Regions from separate parts of the Mus musculus genome. Here regions 1 and 2 are each linked to region 3. Evidence: chromatin contacts called from public HiChIP or PLAC-seq data. All regions are on one chromosome and are shown on one strand. The core of a region is the stretch at or near the end of the contact, and the rest is flanking DNA. Distances in the headings are between cores, read along the strand shown. Region 1 holds the start of Orai3 (ORAI calcium release-activated calcium modulator 3). Region 2 holds the start of 9130019O22Rik (RIKEN cDNA 9130019O22 gene). Region 3 holds the start of Ypel3 (yippee like 3).

Region 1 (4,303 bases), core at 460-2,959, 990 kb after region 3:
TCCCACCTGCACTGATATCTCTGGGGGTCTTTGCTTCCCATCTCTCCCTTTCACCTGCTTCATTGTCCATCCCCTCTGGGGAGTGGGTCAAGAGGTACTGGGGAGGTGCTGAGCCAAAGGGATGGTGGGAGGGAGGGGCGGTGAAGGTGCAAGTCTGGAGTAGGGAAAATGAGGTGACATGGTATCTTGTACACAGGATACTGGGGGCTGGGGGAGGCGATGGATGGGTGTGGGGAGGGCAGAAATCAGACCAACAAGGGTTCAGGGAACAAAGACCAGTTGGGTGGGATGGGGGGCCAAAAAGGGAAAACAGAGGAGCAATTGGGGATCCGAGTGTCAAGACAGGGGGCGCTACAAGCCAGGTAATGCCAGGACTGGGGGCTGGGAGAGGAGCAGATGTGGGGATAGTACCCTCTGCGTAGGGTTGCCTCTCTCCCCTTCCCTCTACCCAGATTTCAGTTTTCCCCGACCTTGACTCCTTGAACGTCACTGAAAATGGCAGCTATTGCAAGGAGTAGGGGCCGCGGGTCTACCTGCTGTTAAGCTCGGTGGCCCAGGGGAGTGGTGAGGGGTAGCCCAGACCCCTGCCTGGCTCTCTACACAATACTTGAACATTCATCTGTACTGAAGTGTTACTTGAACCGGGGGAATCTCGGACTTGGGGGAGTGTGATGTGAGGGGACCAGCTTGACCGAGACTGGGCTATGGGTACCCAGTTTGGACTGTCCCACCCCTAGCTCTCTTGCATTACTGTCTTGAACAGCTCCACCCTTCACTTGAGTTGGGGTGGGGAAATGTCAGCTTAAAGATGGGCAAGATGGGACTCCTCCAGTTTGGCTCTTCCCATTCTTTCATCGTCATGGAAACTCGTGTCCCATTTGCCCAGGGAACTGCCACTCCTGGTTGCCATGGAAATAGCAGCCAATGGACACCTCCGGAAATCAGTGCTAAGACTGGAAACGGTCCCTCTTAGTTGCTGTGGGAACTTAGTAACAGACTCTTGGCACCTCCCCTCTTCCCACCCCTTTCCTTCTTCCAGTGTGGGGGTGGGGTCTCAAGAGCCTGAGGGAGGAGTCAGGTCTAGGTCCCACTCAACTTAGGCCAGGGGGAACTGGATTGTACTACATGGGGGTGGGGGGAGGGGAATCTATCCACATACCTCAGGTAACAGGAAGGTGCGCGGGTTGGGGGCGGGGGCTGGGCGGACCAAAGGCAGGAGGGGGGGCCTGGGGTTGGAGAAAGGCTTGACGGTGGGGCCGCTTGCGGGAGGGGAGGAGGCACCCCGGCGAGGGACAAGTGGGGCACCCAGCCGGGCTGGACCCCTAACCCCACAAGTCTGTACAATAAGGTTTGCTATAAAACTCAGAATCTAGCCGGGGCCGCTGACTTTTTGTGTCTGTCTGCGGTGTCGAGTCTGAGTGGTGGGTAGGGATGGTGGAAGGGGCTCCTTTGGTCTCTGGGAGGAAAATGGGCTTAATTTTCCTGAGATGACTGCTCAAAGAGGAGTGTGGAAGTCTGGACACCTGTGAATGTCCAGGTACATACACTGGGTGGTCTGAGGCCAGCAAAGTCCCAGCAAAAGCTGAGGCTGAGCATTCACGTCGTGGCCTGGGTTAGAGGGTCCCTTGAGATCTCTGCCCGTGGGCAGACTGCAGGGGTTCGTCTCACGGCTCCACCCAATCATGTGGTCACCGGGCTCCGCCCCTGCCCCAGTTCCTGTTTCGGCCCCTGGGCCTTCTAGACGCGTCCGTAACTGTTCCCGCTGGGTCTGCCTTGCCACCCAGGATGGGGTCCCACCCGCGCTTGGGCCGTCCCTTCTTGGGGATACAAGGCGCCTCGGCCCCTCCTTGACCATCTGCGCTTGTGGTGTAACTGCTCTCAGGATGAAGGGCGGCGAGGGGGACACGGGCGAACAGGCCCCGCTGAACCCGGAGGTGGACAGCCCCGCGGGCTCAGCCACGTACCGGGAGTTCGTGCACCGCGGCTACCTGGACCTTATGGGGGCCAGTCAGCACTCTCTGCGGGCGCTCAGCTGGCGCCGCCTCTACCTCAGCCGGGCTAAGCTCAAAGCCTCCAGCCGCACATCTGCTCTGCTGTCGGGCTTCGCCATGGTGAGGGGTGGGAGGGGGTACACGGGGTGGGTAAAGCACGTGGTGGGAGAAGTCAAGAAAATGGGTCCCCAGTACTGGACTGAATAAAAGGGTTTCTTTAGGATAAAAGAAGGAGCTAAGTCCCAAGGGACTGGAAAAACCCTTTATGTCGGGCACAGCTCTAGGAATATAAACAGACTGAAGATCGGTCCCAGAAATGCCGTGGAAGAAGGGAGTAAAGAGGTCAGCAGATGCAGACTGGTGGGGGGAAAGTCTGAAGTGGCTTAGTTACCAAGTCCTCGAGAGTTGAAAGGCAGTCAAAGCTGAATGAGAGCCTATATCAACCAGATCGGGGAAGGGGGATAGTGTATGTGAGAGTCATTTGACTGAAGGGCCCACCTCTCAGAAGGCACAGAGAATTGCCGGGAAAACTAAGAAACCATGAGGAAGCTGCTGGGGAAGGAAGCTGATCAGGGAGCTAGCAGATAAGTCTGATAAACTGCAGGTGTGGGAGGATAATGTCAGCTAACGGTCCCAGCAGTGGCCCCGGGAAGTGGAACTGAAGATTCCAGAGTGTGGCCTGCAGATGTGTCCTGGTTCCTCCCTACTTAGGGCCAGCTGTGCGGCCCCAAGTCGACATCCACTCCAGTTGCCATCTTTAGGAAGTTGTGACATCATAGAAGGTGCTGTCTCTGTGGTCTGCCAAGCTTTTGTCCAGGAGGATGTGGGATTCTTATGGAGACCCCCTAGAACTAGGTGTGTTAGAACAAGCTCCGCTTAGCAAAGGAGGCTCTTCTAGAACAGTGTGCTATCTAGACTACATGGAAGCTGCTGTTTAGACAAGGATGCTCCGCAGGGTATGGGTGTGGAGTGAAGCTCTGCTAGTTTCAGTTTTCTTCACACTTGGGGGGAGGGCACCCTTCATAATGTACCCTTGTGTAAATAGGCCTTGGAGGGAGCTAAGGTGAGGGCATATAAAAGTAACTTAGGTCAATACCTCCCTTTTTTCTGCAACCTCAATATCAGGACGAAAGAATCTGTAATCTTAAAGGTTGCTCTTGCTCTGTTGCTTGTAAGGGGCCCAGATTTCCCCCAAACAGCCCCATAGTTCCTGAGGACATTTGACTGAAAGGAATCAGCACCACAGAAAGAAGGGCACAGCAGCTTGTGTTTGAACCACGTGGCTCCGCCTGCTTCTAAAGGAACAGTACAGTGTGCAGCAGAAGTTGCAGAGCAGATCGTTGTGGTGTCAGTGTGAGAGGGCTTTCTCTGAGGAGCAGTAGGCTGAATGTGTAGGTTCTAGGACCGCCCCCAGTCCTGACAAAGAACCCTGGGTTGGACCCTGGGAGACACCAGAATTAAGCCTGGCCCAGATCCCTGTTTGTGAACACACCTGCCTACTATCTGCGGTGGCCCAATTCCCCAAAATACTCAGTTTTATTTTTGTAAGTACCACTGTATCCCTGCACCACAGTAATCTCGGGATCTGTAAGAAATGGGCCGGGCGTGGTGGCGCACGCCTCTAATCCCAGCACTCAGGAGGCAGAGGCAGGCGGGTTTCTGAGTTCGAGGCCAGCCTGGTCTACAGAGTGAGTTCCAGGACAGCCAGGGCTACACAGAGAAACCCTGTCTCCAAAAACCAACAAACAGAAATGGGAGATATCTTCCTAAACCCAGGTGGCCTGAAGTTAAAACATACAAATCATATTCACAGGCTGTGAATCTAGCCTAGTTCTAGTTGGTAGAGTATTTGCCTACCATTCAGGAAATCCTAGGTTCAATTTCCATTTAAACAACAACAAACATGGTATAGCGTATAGCACACCTATAATCCCAGCACTTGAGGTAATAAAAAAGAACAAACAAGGTTGTTCTTGGCTATACAGAGAGTCAAGGCTAGCCTGGGCTTCATGAAGTCCTATCTCAACAAACATTCAATGTTCAGTACCTGGTATAGTGGCAGTTGTTCATATAAGAAAAGGCATGTTAGACTGCACAGTGAGCTAGTGACAGGATTTTTGACTTCAGCAGCCTGGCTTTAAAGCCCAAACTTGTCCATCAACACAAATGTTTGCAAAGTTCAGGCTAGCTGGGTGGAGTCACGGTAGACTCCCTGACCTGTCAAACATGAGCAGCCATGATTCATCCTGCATAGTTGGCACATTGAATGCAGCCCCGGTGTGACCAGATATGACAAGCTTTTTAGATTGATC
Region 2 (4,486 bases), core at 1,558-4,057, 610 kb after region 3:
TGGCTTTTTTGTCCTTATGGCCTTTAGCTCCTGGTCTATGGACCCACTGGTGGCTTGTCATAGCTGACTTTGTGCGAAACTGCCTGCCACATTGAGGGCAGGGGTAAGGACGCTCGCCAGTGTGGGTCCTCCTATGGGCTGGAATTTCAGAGCTCTGGCGAAAGCAGCGACCACAATCAGGGCATGAATAAGGCTTTTCACCTGTATGGATGCGCATGTGCCGCCGAAGATATTTGGAATCCGCAAAGGCACTGCCACAGTGAGTGCAAGAAAAGGGGGTCACACCGCTGTGTACCACTCGCTGGTGCTCACGGAACGCAGATCTCTGGCTGAAGCAGCGTCCACAATCAGCACAACAGTAAGGCTTCTCCCCAGTGTGGACACGGAGATGGCTGGTGAGTGAAGAGCGCCGTGTGAAAGTCCTGCCACAGTGAGAGCAGCGATGAGGCTGCTCCATTCGGTGTATGGCCCGGTGCCTGCTCAGGGAAGATGGCCGACCAAAGGACTTGCAGCAATCAGGGCAATTGAATGACTTTTCGCCTGTGTGAGAGTACATGTGATCCACCAATGTGCACCGCTGGGTAAAACCCTTCCCACAGTCAGGACACTGGTGTGGCCGTTCCCCTCGGTGTATGGCTCGGTGCGAGCTCAGGGAAGAATACCGGCCGAAGCGTTTGTTGCAGTCTGGGCACTGAAACGGCTTTTCACCTGTGTGAGAGTACATGTGTGCCACCAAAGTGCACCGCTGGGTAAAACTCTTCCCACAGTCAGGACACTGATGCAGCCGTTCCCCTCGGTGTATGGCTCGGTGAGTGCTCAGGGAAGAAGGCCGGCTGAAGCGTTTGTTGCAGTCTGGGCACTGAAACGGCTTTTCACCTGTGTGAGTGTACATGTGTGCCACCAGTTTGGACCGCTGGGTAAAACTCTTCCCACAGTCAGGACACTGATGCGGTCGTTCCCCTCGGTGTATGGCTCGGTGAGTGCTCAGGGAAGAATACCGGCCAAATCGTTTGTTGCAGTCTGGGCACTGAAACGGCTTTTCACCTGTGTGAGTGTACATGTGTGCCTCCAACGTGGACCGCCGGGCAAAACTCTTCCCACACAAATTGCAGTCGTGACACTTGTCTGCCCTTAGGACCGTGGCTTGAACACCACTAGGGGAGACAGCAAATGAGAGTTGTGGCTCCTTCTGCCCAGGTTCTGGAGAAAATGTCTTCTGCATTGCTTCAGTCTCTTCCCTTGGTCTCTTCCTTTCCTTCTCGTGCCTGCAATCTGCTGGGAGACCATGACAAAGCTCAGACTCTGACTTCTACTGCCCCTTAATTTCCACAGCCCCACATGGGGCCAGACTGGACACAGGAGTGGAGAGGCCACAGCATCTGAGCATGTGCAGTGGGCAGATGTCCAGATGCAGCATAAAGAAAGGGGTCTGTGGCCTGGCTTGGTGGTGCACACCTTTAATCCCAGCACTTAGGAGGCAGAAGCAGGCAGATTTCTGAGTTCGAGGCCAGCGTGGTCTACAGAGTGAGTTCCAGGACAGCCAAGACTACACAGAGAAACCCTCTCCAAAAAAGAAATGAAGCTGGGCATGGTGGCACACGCCTTTAATCCCAGCACTTGGGAGGCAGAGGCAGGTGGATTTCTGAGTTCGAGGTCAGCCTGGTCTACAGAGTGAGTTCCAGGACAGCCAGAGCTACACAGAGAAACCCTGTCTCTAAAATCAAAACAAACAAACAAATAAACAAACAAAAAAAAAAAAGAAAAAAGAAGAGAAGAGAAGAGAAGAGAAGAGAAGAGAAGAGAAGAGAAGAGAAGAGGTCTGTGTGGTGCCCTTTCCGAAGTGCAGTGAGCTAAGCACTTCTCAGAGGTGGAAAGCAAGAGCTGAAGGAGACTCCAGAAGGCAGCCACAGTGATGGCAGCAGAGGAGTGGGAACGAGGGGCTACAACCCGTACAGCCTAGTGGCCCTGTATATACGAGGTGAGAGCACTGGACAGAACAATCACAGCCCCTGTCTAGATGAATCCAGGGGCCAGCCATCATGGCTTTGGCCAGGAAACAGCAAAATAAGAAGAAACTGCCAGGCAGTAAGTGCAGTCACTAGAAGACACCACACAGGCTGGCAACACAGAAGTTTCCCCAAGCAAGTACCCAGTCCTTCACCTGAGTGAACTTCTGTCCTGCACATGGCCACCTCTGGATCCTGGGCACAGGGTCCCCACACTTCGGACTCTTCCTCCACCCAGCAGATGAGTGCTGGTTTGGCGCATCCGACGTCTGTAGGGAAAGATAGCAAACCCACTAGTCAGGAGGACGACCCAGTTGGTTCTGACCGCCCGGGCCCAGGGCTCTCTGCTGCCACGCAGGACCCACGGTGTCACAGGCATCGCGACCACGGCGGCCAGGAAGGTTCTCACCGAGATAGGCCAGGAGACCGTAGGTCTCGCGCATCACCTCTCGGTACAGGGCTCTCTGCGCCGGCCGCAGATACCTCCACTCCTCCGGGGAGAAGTACACGGCCACGTCCGCGAAGTTCACAGCCCAGGGTTTACAGAACACAGGCGGTACCGAGGCCTCGTCCAGTGCAATCCGCTGCGCCATGGGGACTCCCCTCACAGACCCTGGGTCAGTCTCGCACGCCTGGGATTGCCTGCCCAGTCCAAGGTGTCCGTGGTCGGGTACCAGGGCTGAAAAGGGACAGGAACCAGGTCTGTGTGCACCTTAATGTAGGTGAAAATTGAAAACTGATAGGAGCACAGTGGAGATTTCCTGAAGACCGCTTAAAAGTGTGGACTTGGGCGCGGCGTCTCAGGGTCCTGCCCAGGGTTGCACCACGTGACTTCCTGCACCAATGTCTTCATGCCCTCATCAAAAATGGCCACAGAGTCTACAAATGCCAGTCTAAGAACAAGTTCCAGGCTGACAGGCCCACGTGAGACACCCTGCCTGTGAGGACCACATGCAGTTGAGGGTTTTAGGGTTCAGAAGACCCACAGCCCTCTCAAGGTCACCTAGGTGGAAGCGGCCTGTGAATAGATGTTTAGTATTTTATTTGTGGTCAGTGTTCATCTTGGAGCTAGAAGCAAGCCTGTGGAGGGAGGCCTGTTAATAAGCTTTTTTTTTTTTTTTTTAATTTCAACGAGTACTGTAGCTGTCTTCAGACACACCAGGAGATGGTTGTGAGGCATCGTGTGGTTGCTGGGATTTGAACTCAGAACCTTTAGGATGAGCAGTCTGTGCTCTTAGCTGCTGAGCCATCTCTCCAGCCCTGTTAATAAGCTATTAAATGAAGCAGGCCTCCAGTTGGGGTGGTTCCACCAGCTTAGTCTACAAATCTCAAACTAGTTGAGGAATACTGACTGCTCCTGATACAGATCAGAGATCACAGAGCTGATCTTTGATCAGCCAGGACACCTGGGACATTCCAGACCATCTAATCTTCTAAAAGGTTAGATGTACACCTGCCCATCTGGATTTCTCTGCCTCACTCATAGGAGGGAGTTAAGATATCTGGGCCATTTGTGAGAGTCCCTGGAAGAATGAGGTCCAACTCAGAGTCAGGTTTTAAGTCTGACTCATTGTTATTTTAATATAAAAATACCTACTTACAAAAGGGATATTATCCTATTTGTCATCATTCAGAGCTGTTTGTACTTTATAAAAAAAGACAAAGAAACCAGGGATATGTTGGTGGAGGCACAGTGTGGGGTAGGTGAATGGGGTACCTCTGTGAGCTCATGCTCAGGCATCCATTCCTCCAGAGGGACCAGCTCACGATGGTACAGTATAGAACAGAGTTCATTTAAGGCATGGGGAGGAGAGTTGACTGCTTAATAGAGACAGAGGCAGGGAGACAGAGAGAGAGGGAGAGAAGGGGGAAGGATAGAGGGATTGAGAGAGAAAGAGAGAGAGACAGAGAGAAGGAGTAGAACACATATAGAAGGGGGGAGGGGAATGGGGAGAGAAGGGACAGAGCAGAAGAGGATTAGAGAGCAAGAGAGCAAAAGGAGGGAGCAAGCAGACCCTTTTATAATGAGTCATGGCTGTTGGCAGGAAACTGGGGCAGAGCCTAGAAGAAATGTTAACATTCCCACATTTTGGTTTAATTTTAAAAAGGGAAAATTTCAAAGTGGTGATGGTGAAGCAGGAGTAGGGTTGTCATGATGTCTGACTATCATGATGTCTGACTACTTCCTGCTGACTTTGGGGTGACATGTGTCTGGGAACCCTAAGAAAATGAGTATGGGGAAGTCGGTCCAGTCTTAGCAGAGTTGGCTGTTTCCTTGCTGTCCAGGGTCTGTAGAACCATCTATGGAGAGAGAGGAAGGAGCAGGTCCAATAGGTGCATCTGTGCCTGTGAAAGAATATGGGAGCACTGGTGGGTTGCTTCTCTGGAGCTGTCCTAGATGTAGTAAATGGCTGGACTTGACAAGATGCTGAAACACACACACACACACACACACACACACACACACACACTCACACTCA
Region 3 (4,890 bases), core at 472-2,971:
ATGGCCACACTTGGCTCCAAGATCCTATACCTAAGTTTTGACAGGAGCTGTGTTTAATAACCAATTTGGAAATTTCTAAAAAAGATAACCATCAGCTCCAGGACACCCGGTTCTGGGAGGTCTGTGCAGAAGGAGGGGCTGCCACCTCCTGGACGCGAAAGGAAGCTTGGGGTTGGTGTTTGGAAACTAACTTGTTTTCTTCCTCTGTTCAGGTGCTATTTTGGTGCCTTAATGAAGAATCGGATTTTGAAGTGGCCTTCAGCTTGGGAGCCAATGGCGTCATGACCGATTACCCCACAGCCCTGAGACACTACCTGGACAAGCAGGAAGAAGAGACCCAGCCTCCTCAGCCTGAGGCCCTGTCCTGTCTTTCTCTTAAAAAATAAATATTTTCTTGTCAGTAACATAGTTCATGGAACAAGGGGTTGGAGGGTCGATTCGGGAGGCTAAAAAGATGGCATTAGCGGCTGGGGATGGAAGTTGGTGGTAGAAGGCTTGCATACCATGAATGCAGCTCAGAGTTTACTGCAAGCAAGTGCACATAGCATCTTAGGAGAGATCAAGAAAGCCTGTGGTGAGCTAGGCCTAGGCTTTAACCTCAGTACTTGGAAGGCAGAGGCAGGTGGATTTCTGTGAGTTATAATGCCAGGGCTACAAAGTGAGACTCTGCCCACTGACACCCCTGCAAATAAAAGCCTGGGGGTGTCAGTAGGCTGGCCCACTTGTTCCACTACATTCCAGACCCAGCAGAGTGGCACCACACCCTGTGCCAGCTTGGCCTCCACTCTAAAGCATGCTAGCCCAAGCGTCCTGGACCTAGACTCTAGAGATTCAGAGATGAGTGGTTGTCCTGAAACCATTAAGAGACCCAGGCATATGCAAGGGACGGAATTTCCTCATGTTACTGATGTTGGGCACCTTATGTGCTGAGCTGTACTGCAGCAGGCAGGCATGGATTAGCTCGCAGGCTCTCCCACAGTACCTGCTGTCCACTTTCTGATCTCCAACATTGGAGTTCATTTAATAAATATTCCCAGTGCAGCACTTTTCAAGCCTGCCTGGTTCCTGGGACTCTGCAGTGAACACAAGTCTAAGTATACCAGACACACGATTAAACAGACATTTTCACTGGGGTCAGACCTACAGAAACCTCGAGGTCAGGCATACCAGAGAATGCCTGGAGCAGATGATGCTCAGCAGTAGAGATTTTTAAAGCGTTGGTTCCTGGGAGTCTAATAGAAGGACACCTTTAGTTCCCTTCTAACAATCTGTTCCACGTGCTTGGGAAAAGTGTGAATTCCAACTTTGACTCTTACCATCTGGATAATCTCTGGAGAGGATCTCTTCTCCAAGCCTCAGGAAACTGGTCAAATGGAGACAGTGGTCTGTGGATAAACGAAGACAATTACGACTATTTCCCAGGGGTTTGCATACAGATAACACGCTCTTATTAGCCCCATGCCGGGTTAGGATCCTTGTCTCTGAGCACCCGAGATAGCAGAGCAGCAGAGGTGCAATCACGCCCGGGTTAGCCTCTGGGTTAGGCTGCAAGTCGTAGCCGCATTTCCGGGCGAGACGGCTAGCGGGAGCCCGGAGCAGGGGGAAGGGCAGCCCAGCCTGCGCTGGCCGCCGTATGACGCGCCCCCTCATTTGCATGAGGCGCTCCGATTGGCCACGAAGGCCGCCGGGACAGGAGGCCGGCCCCCTCCCCCTCCCGCCGCAGCCGCGGCAGCAGCTGGTCTCGGTGTAAACAAGTCGAGGCGGCTGTGAACCGGGCCGGGGGGGACGGCGCCCATCAGGAGCGCCCCCCACTCCCAGGCCAGGCCACCCCGCGGACCGGGCCCTCCACGCGCCCAGGCGAGGTGAGGCCTGGACCGACGTCTCTGCGCGTTGCCCCGCGCCCCCGCCCCGCAAGCGAGGACTGCCCCTTCCCCCGCGCACGCCCCCATCCCCTCGCCCCAGGTGAGCCCCGGGGTCTCAGGTAAGGCTTGGCGATGCAGGTAAGATTCCCCTCGGCGGAGATGAGGCTCAGCGCCTGCAGGTAAAAACCCCTCCTCTCTCTAGGGGACCCTCTTCCTTTGGGGAGGCCTGCCTCCTCCAGGTGAGAGACCCTTTCCCCAAGCGAACTCCATATACCCCACATTTGCCCTATCACTAGTCCAACTAGGGTCCCAAGGACCAGTCAGTTTCTGCCCCCCCCCCCCATTCCTCAAAACTGAAAACTGGCAGCCCATCCACTCTGAAGCCCCTTCTTCACGTTTCAGATGCCAGTTCAGATGCCAGCTCAGCAGGGGTGAGGCCAGAAGCTGGTGGGTGACTCACCTAGAGCTCCTCCTAGCCTCAGTTTACCCGCTGATGCAACCTGAGGCCTCCTCAGTGAGTCAAAACTGAGATGACTCTGGTCCCTGGTGAGACTGCTGGCTCTAGGGAAAGGAGAGAGCAGCCAAGTGTGACAGAGTCCCCATAGTTCTGGGCTTGTCTACATGTGTGTGGCCTTAGTCCTGATCGTCCACCTCTCCTTCCTGGCAGGCACTGGGCTCCCTCTGCTCCCCGTGGGCCGCTCCCCGCGTGGGGCCACTGCCCTTGGCCCCCGCCATGGTGCGGATTTCAAAGCCCAAGACGTTTCAGGCCTACTTGGATGACTGTCACCGGAGGTATAGCTGTGCCCACTGCCGTGCTCACCTGGCCAACCACGACGACCTCATCTCCAAGGTAAGCAGGTCACATTTTAGTCTAGAATGGCAATGGGCTGCCTGGCAACTCCCCACCAATAGCCCTAACCCCCTCCTCTCGTCTCCCCACTACCCTCCAGTCCTTCCAGGGCAGTCAGGGACGTGCCTACCTCTTCAACTCTGTGTGAGTATTCATCTCCTTCCTTTCTTTTCCTGACCTCTGTTGTGACCTGTGACTCCCTGGTATGCTGATATTCCCAGAGTCCCTTGTTTCTGACAGGAAGCCATGATCAGGCTCCTCTTAGAGGCTAAGACCAGACACTTAACATACTAGCTAGAGGGTGGCTCTGGGCTGCTGAGACCCTCCCTGGGACTACCCTTTGTCCCCACAGAGTGAATGTGGGCTGCGGGCCAGCAGAAGAGCGGGTGCTGCTGACAGGTCTTCATGCTGTCGCTGACATCCACTGTGAGAACTGCAAGACCACTTTGGGCTGGAAATATGTGAGTTTGAGATCTCTGACCCTAGGCTGGCCTTTGACCTAACCTCATCCCTTCTTCCTTAAAAGTATCTGCCTTTGCCTTTCAGAGTACCAGTGGCCCAGCACAAACTGGCTTTCTTTCCCCAGTGACTGGCGTTTGTCCATTGCAGGGCTTTGAGGGTGTTCTCTTCCCTCGAAGGATTTGCACCCCTGTCCTAGATGATTAGCATCATGTAGAATCACCATTTATCAATTGCTTATCTGCCATGCATGTGAACACATGGCACATAGTCTCTCGATCATTACAGCTATTCTGGTGGCAGAGTCTGTTCCAGAAGACAAGGAGGTCTGAAGATGCTAGGACATTTGCCCAAGATCACACAACTAAGACTCTGTAGCAATGTGGAAACTAGGTCCCCAGATCTCTGCATAGCTCCTGTCACTTCTGATGCTGTCTAGCATCTGATTTCACAACCTCAAGTCTCATTTCCTTACCTGGCATGGGAGCATAAAGCCACTACCTGGCACAGAATATCATTGTGAGAGTCAGATTACACGTAACAAAGTTATTCCTTATACACTTGAGGATAGCATAGGGAATTGGGCACTTGGCATGTTTCTAGAAGCTGGATGCCCCATTGCAAAGACAGTCCTAATCTTACTTTACCTCTGACCCTGCCACAGATTTCCTGTGTGTCTTTGCACAGGTGGCTTGGCCCCTCTGAAATCCTAAAATGTAGCCTAGACCAGAGGTTAAAAACTCAAATGTCAGCAGTGTGTGGTGGCGCACGCCTTTAATCTCAGCACTGAGGAAGCAGAGGCAGATGATGTCTGAGTTCTAGGCCAGCCTAGTGAGCTCCAGGACACCCAGGGCTATGTAGACCCTGTCTCAAAGTACAACAAAATCCTTCAAATGTCTATAAGACCAAGCAGAACCGGGCGTGGTGGCACACGCCTTTAATCCCAGCACTTGGGAGGCAGAGGCAGGCGGATTTCTGAGTTCAAGGCCAACCTGGTCTACTGAGTGAGTTCCAGGACAGCCAGGACTGCACAGAGAAACCCTGTCTCGAAAAACAAAAGCAAAAACAAAACAAAAAAAGAGCAAGCAGATACTGTGGGTTTATAAATGGGTAGATATAGGGCAGAGAAAGCAGGCTGGGGCAAAATGAAGTGAGTATATATATAGTTATCATTTAGTTGTAAGTTTTATTGTTTTTTTTTTTTTTTTAATGTGGTGCTTGTATTGAATCCAGGCCCTCCCACAAGATAAACATCCCCAACTCCTAAAGTTGTTTATATTAAGCTCTCTGCTATCTAAACAAAACTACCTTAGGTTGAAATGGCCCTTAGGCCACCAGTTTGTAATCCTTGGACCTTGAAATCTTGTAGGGGCTTCCAAATCCTCCCTGTTGGAGCTGTCATTGATTTTCAGAACTACCCGTGCTTCAGAGTTCTCTCTCTTCCCAGTGAGGAAAAGTGGTGTCTGGGCAGGCAGCTGAGCTTCTCTGGGCCACAGGGTTTTTTGTTTTTTGTTTTTCATATATAAACCAAGACCAATGGTATTCATTCCCAAAACCCCATTGCCTAGTGGTAAAAGTATTGTCTGTGCCTGGCAGCCCTTTCTCTCCTTCCAGGAGCAAGCCTTTGAGAGCAGCCAGAAGTACAAAGAGGGGAAATACATCATTGAACTCAACCACATGATCAAAGACAACGGCTGGGACTGACCTAGCTCCTGCCGC

What was found. HiChIP or PLAC-seq counts read pairs in DNA pulled down with a chosen protein or histone mark.
Region 1: a contact with region 3 is called in an H3K27ac HiChIP or PLAC-seq map of double positive thymocytes, with 4 times the contacts expected there. The contact joins the promoter of Orai3 here to the promoter of Ypel3 in region 3. A contact is called at or near these places in 2 of 39 promoter capture datasets (both in embryonic stem cells), 1 of 484 Hi-C or Micro-C datasets (the CH12 cell line), 5 of 115 datasets of contacts at active chromatin or transcription factors (double positive thymocytes, embryonic forebrain, embryonic hindbrain and 2 more) and 2 of 9 other capture datasets (liver and macrophages).
Region 2: a contact with region 3 is called in an HNF4G HiChIP or PLAC-seq map of pancreatic cancer cells. The contact joins the promoter of 9130019O22Rik here to the promoter of Ypel3 in region 3. A contact is called at or near these places in 5 of 39 promoter capture datasets (fetal liver, hematopoietic stem and progenitor cells, hippocampal neurons and 2 more), 1 of 484 Hi-C or Micro-C datasets (embryonic stem cells), 2 of 115 datasets of contacts at active chromatin or transcription factors (embryonic stem cells and pancreatic cancer cells) and 2 of 9 other capture datasets (adipose tissue and liver).

Annotation. Positions count from the first base shown.
Region 1 is chr7:127,768,106-127,772,408 of GRCm38.p6, forward strand. Orai3 (ORAI calcium release-activated calcium modulator 3) reads left to right here and starts at 1,710. Exons shown (of 2, transcript NM_198424.3): 1 at 1,710-2,111. The coding sequence starts at 1,884. Fbxl19 (F-box and leucine-rich repeat protein 19) reads left to right here. Exons shown (of 11, transcript NM_172748.2): 11 at 1-823.
Region 2 is chr7:127,384,359-127,388,844 of GRCm38.p6, forward strand. It overlaps 9130019O22Rik (RIKEN cDNA 9130019O22 gene), which reads right to left and starts at 2,808. Exons shown (of 3, transcript NM_030226.3): 1 at 2,416-2,808; 2 at 2,162-2,275; 3 at 1-1,272. The coding sequence starts at 2,599. It also overlaps a transcript of Zfp764 not described here.
Region 3 is chr7:126,775,242-126,780,131 of GRCm38.p6, forward strand. Ypel3 (yippee like 3) reads left to right here and starts at 1,722. Exons shown (of 5, transcript NM_025347.3): 1 at 1,722-1,862; 2 at 2,530-2,712; 3 at 2,813-2,856; 4 at 3,065-3,173; 5 at 4,786-4,890. The coding sequence starts at 2,596. The coding sequence ends at 4,875. It overlaps Gdpd3 (glycerophosphodiester phosphodiesterase domain containing 3), which reads left to right. Exons shown (of 10, transcript NM_024228.2): 10 at 213-404. The coding sequence ends at 386.